Linked DNA regions of Sus scrofa: region 1 is linked to region 2. Evidence: chromatin contacts called from public HiChIP or PLAC-seq data. All regions are on one chromosome and are shown on one strand. The core of a region is the stretch at or near the end of the contact, and the rest is flanking DNA. Distances in the headings are between cores, read along the strand shown. Region 1 has its middle 160 kb from the start of PRDM1. Region 2 has its middle 77 kb from the start of PREP.

Region 1 (4,585 bases), core at 345-2,844, 430 kb after region 2:
GATTTTTCCCAACAAAACAAAATGGCTGAAATAAATAAACAACCTACAAAATCAAAAGAATACATAATACTATGTTTCTCAACCTCACAAATGTGACTATGTTCTAATACGATGCAATAAATAATAAATTATAAATTTATAATTTTTCCTAAATTCATCTACAAATACAATATGATCCCCATAAATTCCCTTCATTTTTTCCCCTAGAGCTAGACAAGTTGATCGTAAAATGATTGGTTCTTCTGTGATTGGTCATTAAAAGAAGCCTTTATTCCTTTCCTCCTTCCTACAGTTAAAAGTGAAATGGCTGATACAGATGACAAATATCATATGATATCACTTTCATGTGGAATCTTAAAAGATGATACAAATGAATTTATTTACAAAACAGAAACAGACTCACAGATATCAATAATAAATTTCCCAAAGGGGAAAGGGGGGAGGGATAAATTACGAATTTGGGGTTAGCAGATATAAACTACTATGTATAAAACAGATAAGCAACAAGGACCTACTGTATAGCATAGGGAACTATATTCAATATCTCATAATAATCTATAATGGAAGAGAATGTAAAAAGAACATATAGGTTTACATATAAAACGGAGTCACTTTGCTGTGTACCTGAAAGTAACACTGCATTGTAAATCAACTATATTTCTATTTTTTTTTAATTTTAATAAATATATAAAAGTAAACCAAATAAAGTGAGACAGCTGGAGCCCTAGCAGTATCTCAGGCCATGAGAGTTCTTGCAGATGAATGCCATGGGCTAGGCTGGTGAACTAGAAAGACAGAAAGAGCTTGAGCCTCTGATGATGTTAGAACCCCCTTACCGACATTGAACTCCTGCATTCAGCCCTGTTCTACCAGAGAGAACAAATTCTTTCAAAACACATTAAGCTACTCTTGTCGATGTTTTATTAACCTTAGCCAAAACTAGTTCTATCTGATGCAATATACCATTGGCCAAAACGCAAGCTGGTATTATCCGTGATTCTAAATGAGTCTATCACTTCAGATGCCCACAGCTCACTTTGAAATACATTCCACCCCCCACCAAAAATAAATAAATAAATAAATAAGATAGAATGACCAATGGACAGAGGAATGGGTAGAGGTGGAGAGATATATGATAAAGTAAATACAGCAAAATACAGTGTAAATATAGAAGGTGGCTAAATGGGCATTCACTATACAACTCCTTCACATTGCATAATAAAATGCTGAAAATCCTATTGACAAGCCATCGGTACTATTTACTATGTTTTTAAAAGATACCCATAGTGATGAGGAGTTTTGTAGCTTCTTTTTCTCTCACTTAACAGAGCCACTTCTCTTCCTGTTCTATAAACACTATTGTGACCTTAAAGTCTAAAAAAAAAAGAACTGGAAGTACTGCCAATGGGACAAACTGGGTGCAAGTAAAATTTTTAAAGGCTGTATAAAGAGAAATCCATCTGGAAAGATGTTTTCTCCATCAGCACAATAAAAGCTAGAATAGAATTTCCCAATATAGATGTACTGTTTGACTCTCTACGGATCCCACTGGTACAAGAGCGTGGCGTTCTGCTCTTTCATTTAAACGTAACTCTCAACCATAAAACGAAGCTAGGAATGTTAGAATTTCAACTCAGCTGAGATCAGCACTGAGCTCAGCACTGAGCTCAACATCATTTTCTTCCCCTGTTAAGATTCTCTTCTCCTTCCCCATCAATACAGGGACATGTCTAAGGAGATACAATTGCAGTTTGGTCTTCTGATCAACTGAAGAATTTCTGTTGAGAAAGTAACAATTGTGGTATTGGATCTTTTCCCATTGGTCTGTTTTCTAAGCAAAACAAGATTGGAAATGACCGCTGCACAGTTCCTGGCAGGAATGTTCGACTTTGCAGAAGTACTGCCTTCGAACTGCCAATATAAAAGAAGTCTTTTCTGATTCTCCAAGATGAAGTAAGAATAGTAAGAATGTGACCTGGGGTTGCTGAAAACAGAGCCAAGACACTGATTTGGGAATGTTGTATCTACTAAAAGAATCTATTCGTTGAGATAAAAATGCCTTCAGAAAACTGTACAAATTTAATTCCAGAGAAATTAGCTCTGAACTCATCCAAGAGTATTCACTTATTATATTTATTGAGGAATATGAAAGCAGACACTGAGCTAATGGAAGAACATAGATTCACAGTATAATCCCGTACAGTCATTTGCTTGTGACTTACTGAAAATTTCTGCATCTGAATCAACATTTTCCAAATTTGATCTCATCTCAGAAAGAATGCTCTTACAAAGCCTGGAGAAAACATCCTCAGCTGTGTTTAAATTATTCAAGGATGAAAAGAATACTGTATATATATTTTTCTTTTTAGGGCCACACCTGTGGCATATGGAAGGTCCCAGGCTAGGGGTCTAATCAGAGCTATAGCTGCTGGCCTACACCACGGCCACAGCAATGCAAGTGGGTTGGGTCTGCGACCTATACCACAGCTCACGGCAACGCCAGATCCTTAACCTACTGATTGAGGCCAAGGATCGAACCTGCATCCTCATGGATACTAGTCTGGTTTGTCACTGCTGAGCCATGACGGGAACACCTGTATATTTAATTTCGGGAGAAAAATCACCCACAGTATGTAGAGTTTTATAGCATAGTCATATGGCAGAGAAATGAAGGATGAAGACCAGACATAATAGATGTTATCAGTATCAGGCAGAGTGGTTAGCACTTTACATGGACTATCACCCCTGAAATCCTATAAGACAAGGATTGTTATTCTTCCCATTTTATAGATCAAGAAACAGAGGCTTGAAAATGTTTACCCAAGGTAACTTGTCAGCAAGTGGTGGGGCCAAAACTGGGACCCAAGCCTATCTGATGCCAGGGTCTGGTCTTTTAACAATCATCTGACATTGCTGTGATCTTTAAAAGCCAAGTGGCCCCACAGAACACTCAGTGCAAGAGGAGGAAGAGGGGGAAAGAAGGAGGCAGAGGGGAGGGGAAGAGGAGAGGGAGAGGGAGGGAGAGAGAGAAAGAACTAACATATATGTTGGGAATATTATAAAAGAAGCATGTAGAGGTTACAAATATGAAGAACTTCACATCAAATCTGGTGATCTCTTTGTTTCTTGCTTATTTTTTTCACTCTTCCAGTTTCAGTTCTTCTGGTAATTTTTTTTTTTAAAGAGGAGCAAGTACTTATATCTTAGTCAATTATAAAATTGATTAACAGTAAATCATCTCTTCCTCCCTTCTACTTTTTCCAAATCTTTATTAAACACCCACATTAAACACTACTGTGTGCCAGACCCTGTCATTGATATTCTACCTCTAAATCCCACTTAATTTACTTGGAGTAAGATGAAAAAATATTTTAACTATTGACACAGACTAAGACAATGGGGCACTAGGTTAAAAAAGCAACAAACTGTCAGAATAGTAAAAGTGATGACATGAAAAAAATCAGATGAAGCCTCATGTTCATGAACCAGACCAGATGTCCAGCTCAAGTGACAACTCCACTCTCCCTGACCTTCACCATGAAAGACATAAAACCACCATTAATGCTTAGGCTACTTGAGAAAGGCCTTTTGTGGGAAAAAAAAACAGATAAAGGGAGTGGGCAGGAACCAGAGGATCAATGAGAGTCAATGAGAAAAATTGGAAATACCTAATTTTCATATTGTTTATGGCCTGGTGGCTCTGTGAATCATGAAAAAAAGAGTTAAGACCTGTCCATATATATATATATATTTTTTTTTTCTTTTTTGGCCTCACCCATAGCATATGATATGGAAGCTGCCAAGCCAGGGATGGAATCCAAGCCACAACTATGACCTACGACACAGCTGCGACCTACACCACAGCTGCAGCAATGCTGGATCCTTAACCCACTGCATTAAGGGGCTGGGGATCAAACCTCTGCCTCCACAGTGACCGGAGCCACTGCAAAGACACTGCCAGATCCTTAACCCACTGTGCCACAGTGAGGATGCCAAAACTTTGTCTATCTTGTTCATCATTACATCCACAGCACTTGGCATCCTACCAGGAATATAGAAGGTGCTCTATAAATAAAAAATTTCAATAGATAAATGAATTAATTAATAGGCCAGAAAATCACAAAGTAGCAGTGACTGTATTGTCTCTGTTATTTGATACAAAAAGAAGAGCCATTCATCCAGAAAATGTTGACGTCTCTATATCCCATTTATGTACATCCAGAAATCTCTGATAGCCTAGCAGTTCTATTATGAATCCACATCTCACAGTAACAATTAAAAAACACAGTCATCTATGACTCTGATATAAGATACAACCATAGATAAGAGATGAGAGGCAGCACGTGGAGGGAATTAGTCACTTCCTAACTTCTAAACCTGTTTGGTTTCATAAAGAGGTTCAGTCACCCTCAAGATTCGTCATAGCCATGAGGGAACCTTCCTCATGGAAAAGATCACCTTGTTGGTTTCTGTTTAATGACCCCACTGACCACTGCCTTCCAAGCATCCTGAATCAAGAACTGATTGTGAAATATGGGGAAATCTTGTTTAGCTCAAATCATAAGACCCCAAAGTCCTCCCCAAG
Region 2 (4,342 bases), core at 1,228-3,727:
CTCCTGGGTAGCAGAGGCCAGAGAAGCAGGCTGAAGAGAATGAGGTACACCCCACAGCATCCTCCTGACAGACAAATGAGTTGCCCTAGAAATAGGTTCTTGAAGTTCCCTGTAAATCCTCAAACACCTACAGTTTGATCTGTGCCCCCGCCTTCCCTAATCTGACACCACTGTCCTCTCAGCACACACACACTTGACAGCAGACCTACTAGAAACAGACACTCAGCGGCAACTTTATTTTCCTCTGGATTATATTATCTTGAAACATGAGACTGGCCGTGGACAAGAGGGTGATGATTTTTATGGCTCTGATAACAATAAGATGGACGCCCAAAGCCTTGCACAGCCTCAGCTTTTATGAACATTTCCATAGGGGCCATAAATCTCTGAACAATCCAGAAAGGACATGGAATCTTCTATCTTGAAGGTCGATCATCAAATAAGAAAGTGGGAAGAAACTTGCCCTTGTGGGGAGGTGACTATGCTCTAAGTGCTGGTGGCCAGAGAGGTTGGTTCTGATATATTTATTAAGCTGATTCAAAGTTGTATTATTTTAGTTCTAAATATTAGCAATAAATTGACGGTAGGCATGTGTATTCAAATCCTAAATAGGAAATCTGTATGAATTAAGTTCTTTCCTGCTGTCTGTTAATATTTTATTTTATTTTATTTTTAATTTAATTTTTTTAGGGCTGTACCTGTGACATATGGAAGTTCCCAAGCTATGGGTCAGAGCTGCAGCTGCCCGCCTATGTCACAGCCATGGCAACACAAGATCTGAGCCCCATCTGGGACCTACACTGCAGCTCATGGCAACGTCGGATCCTTAACCCACTGAGTGAGGCCAGGGATTGTACCCACATCCTCATCGATACTTGTTGGGTTCATAATCCTCTCAGCTGAAATGGGAACACCTTCCTGCTTTAATATTTTAATTTTCAATTGCAGTGTTACGTTTTTCATGATGCCCTTCTAGGACAAAGTTCACACTTTGCATTCACACAGAGGAGTCTGTTTTCTCTGTAAATCCTTGTGCTATGCTCCTAAAAATCAATTGGGGAAGTTTTGCCTTGAAAAATGAAGCCCTGAACCTGCTTCACGCTGGAGATTTCCATGCAAATACACCCAGTGAGGGGGCCAGAACCCATGGCCTGGAGGTGAGGCCTATACTGGGCTTGTGTCCTTCTCAATGTCACTAGCTCCTCTTTCCAAGAGAAATCTGTCTTCTCTCTGTGAGCTTCCACTGACATGGCAGCTTAAGGAGGCCCTTTACATTTGTTCCCTACGGCTCTGTCAGAAACAGATATATTTTTGTCGCTGCCTCCATGGGAAAGAATAATTTCCGAAATGAAAAATCGGATTTGTGGGCATGAGAGGGAAAGAGGGGCAGGAGTGTGGGTGAAGGGTGACAAATTCAAACACGCGAGCGGAGTTGACGCGAAAGGAAGGGTGTGCGGTATTTGGTGAGAAATTTTTTAAATTGCCCAAAGGTTTCATAATGTATTTCCAAAAAGGAAAGAAGAAAGATGACTCCTCTTCATCGCATGCCCACATTCTTCTCAGTCAAGGCCTCCTGAGAAGGGGCGCCCAGACATAACACAACCAAGGGGAGAGAGAGGATGGTTCTGAGAGCAGGAAAGGGAACCCCAGACACCAGAGGCCCTCTGATCTGCAGATGTGCAGCGCGGTGGAGTTTGGAATTCACTGGGGGGCTGCTAATGGGGTAGCGGGGGCCACTGAGATGAAGATGAATATGGAAATGGAGATTAGATAAAGATAAACAATGCATCTTTTCTTTAATATCACTGGAACTGTTTTCACTTATCTGCGTGACTCTTTCTTTGGTGCCTCTTAATTTGTCCTTGAAGTTCTGTATCTAATCATTAGCTGAGCAACCAATAATTTTCCCTCAGTCCCCCACCCCTTTTTACAACCAACTTTAATCTTTCGACTCAGTGAAAAACATGTTTCCCCTATCATAACTGGTTTAACAAAAATTCTCTTTCAAGTTCAGATTGCTCAGATACAATGGCTTTCCTGCAGCTTCATGCTCCAGAAAGGAATTTACATTAGAAAAGAGATTTATGATAGCATTGAATTTCCATTTGAATATGGATAGTTAATAACATGCATATGTTTTTTTTATTATTATTATTTTAAGGTTTAAGCTACGCCATAGGCAAAAAAAGAATGCTGGAAACGGGGCTGGCAGGGCTGAATGAATAATTTAATCTGGATTTCATTCACAAACAGCAGCCCAGTCCCAGGGAAAGGACCGGTGCTTTTCCCCAGATCGGAACTGGAGTAAGTGCCAGGATTTCCTGATTTGTTTACATTTCTCAAAAAACTTTTTTCCCCCGGACTAGGACAGAATTAGACTTCCTTTTCCACTTTTGGCTCCTTCCAAGCTATTCTTGCTCAAGGTATTCTCTCCCCTTTCCCTGCATTCTCCTTTGTTGAGGTCTCAGCTGGGTTCTTTGTCTCAGGAAAACACGAGAAGCAATGAAAGATGCTGGCAGAAGAAGAATGGTCCAGGGGACAACAATGCGCCCACCAAAGCTGGCTTTTTCCGGACACTGCCGAGTCCGCCCCACCTTCACATTGAAAACTTTCTGGTCTGTCTCTCCTGGAGCCTCCGAAAGGATCCTGAGAGGCCAGGGTGTCAGACCTCAAGGGACTTTACCCAATTCCTTAAGGAGACACTGAAATCACCTTCACTCACCGCAACTTCGCTGCTGCTGAGACTTATTCAGATGGTGAAACTTCAGCCATATCTAAACCTGGGACCCAAGAGTTTCCTCTTCAGTGGCCAGGCCTTTGGGACCTGTGGCTAAGGGCCGCTCGTCCACCCTCTCCTTCTTGCCCTGCTTGGTTTCACTTTCACCATCTTGATCATCTATAATTGTCACAAAGGTTTGTTTTGAAAAGTTACTCTAAATTCATTTGTTTATAAATATTTGGTAATCCGGGGATGAACTCCTTTTCTCAACAAGGGAAATGCAGGCATTGGTCACTGGCCAACTGCGAGGTTAAAAGGCACCCAGATCTTGTTCGGGGCCCACCACCAACGAGAATCAGTCAGGGAAACACAGAAGCCTTTTGAGGGACTTGTGGCAAGTCCACTAAAAGAGAGGTGTGCCTCTCTTTGGCTTATTGACATTTCGATTTCTTTTTTCCCCTTCTCTCTGGTTTCTGAGGCTAAAGGTCTCTTTGGATTCCACTATTTGGATTCCACTAGGTAAATCACGTCTGTTTTGAAACATGTCTGCGTTCTAGCCCTAGGGCTAATTGTGAAAACTCTCTGGACTGAAGCAACCCTGTCCTCCGAGCAGGACACCTTTCTCCTCACCGTGGTTCCCAGGGGACAGTCAGTGTCATCTGTCTTTTCTGCTTTCCTAGAAATCAAACCCAACTCTTGGCCGAAAGCCAAATAACTTTGCTTGTAATTACTTGGGGCAGGGTTTTAAATACTTCCACCATCTCGGAATTATTTGTACCAAAACAGGAAAAAAAAAAAAAAAAAAAAGCCTTCTTAAGGTGAGAAATGAACTTTTAGTTGTGGAATTTATGATAGCACTAAAGGTCCTTGAAGCAAAATGTAGTCCAAGTGCCCCTGAAATCACATACTACTGAGGGTGGATTATGTTTAAGATATGGGTCAAGTCAGGCACATGTTTGTTTGTGCCCCTGTGTATATATATGTAGCTGTGCACATGCAGAGAGACATGGTTCACTACAAATATCCTACCGCTGCTGCTGCTGGGGGCAGACTGATGAATGACCATGAGCCTTTTCTGAGCCGTATGCTAATATAGCTGAATTATACAGCAAGACAATATTTCCCTCTTCTAAAATGCCCTTTTGTAACATTTACTCACTCAAGTCACTGTGGGAGTGACTACCTTTTCAAAGGCCAAAATAGACTCTTCTCTATGACCTCTTGCAAAGTAAGGCTGGACAAGTGGCCACGTTCTCATTATACTCTAAACACACATCCAGATGCACCCAGAGGACTGATGTGCAAAAAATTTCAACTAACGCTAGCGCATTCAGAGACAAAAAAATTTCAACTAACGCTAGCGCATTCAGAGACATCAAAAGAATAAAATTTTTCTTTTTTCCCTCATTGGATCCAGAAACAATATGTGTTACAAAAGAAACTAAGGTTTAACCTTTTGATGATCTGAAGGACCCAGTCCTACTCAGGATTATCTTCTGTTACAGGCACTTAAGAAATGATCAGGAGCTCCTGCTATGGCACAGCAGAAACAAATCTGACTAGGAACCATGAGGTTGTGGGTGGGTTCGATCCCTGGCCTCACTCAGTGGGTTAAGGATCTGG

What was found. HiChIP or PLAC-seq counts read pairs in DNA pulled down with a chosen protein or histone mark.
Region 1: an H3K27ac HiChIP or PLAC-seq map of skeletal muscle shows a contact between it and region 2, with 13 times the contacts expected there. The contact joins two enhancer-like sites. A contact is called at or near these places in 1 of 47 Hi-C or Micro-C datasets (heart right ventricle) and 2 of 2 datasets of contacts at active chromatin or transcription factors (alveolar macrophages and skeletal muscle).

The regions. Positions count from the first base shown.
Region 1 is chr1:72,144,282-72,148,866 of Sscrofa11.1, forward strand. No RefSeq gene overlaps it. Among named protein-coding and RNA genes, the nearest start is that of PRDM1, 160 kb to the right of the region's middle. Within about 2 kb of position 1,595, at least 2 of the 83 cell types and tissues checked have an H3K27ac peak or open chromatin away from gene starts, as enhancers often do. A contact at or near this core is called in skeletal muscle, where this site is marked.
Region 2 is chr1:71,711,249-71,715,590 of Sscrofa11.1, forward strand. It overlaps a transcript of PREP not described here. Among named protein-coding and RNA genes, the nearest start is that of PREP, 77 kb to the left of the region's middle. Within about 2 kb of position 2,478, at least 8 of the 83 cell types and tissues checked have an H3K27ac peak or open chromatin away from gene starts, as enhancers often do. A contact at or near this core is called in skeletal muscle, where this site is marked.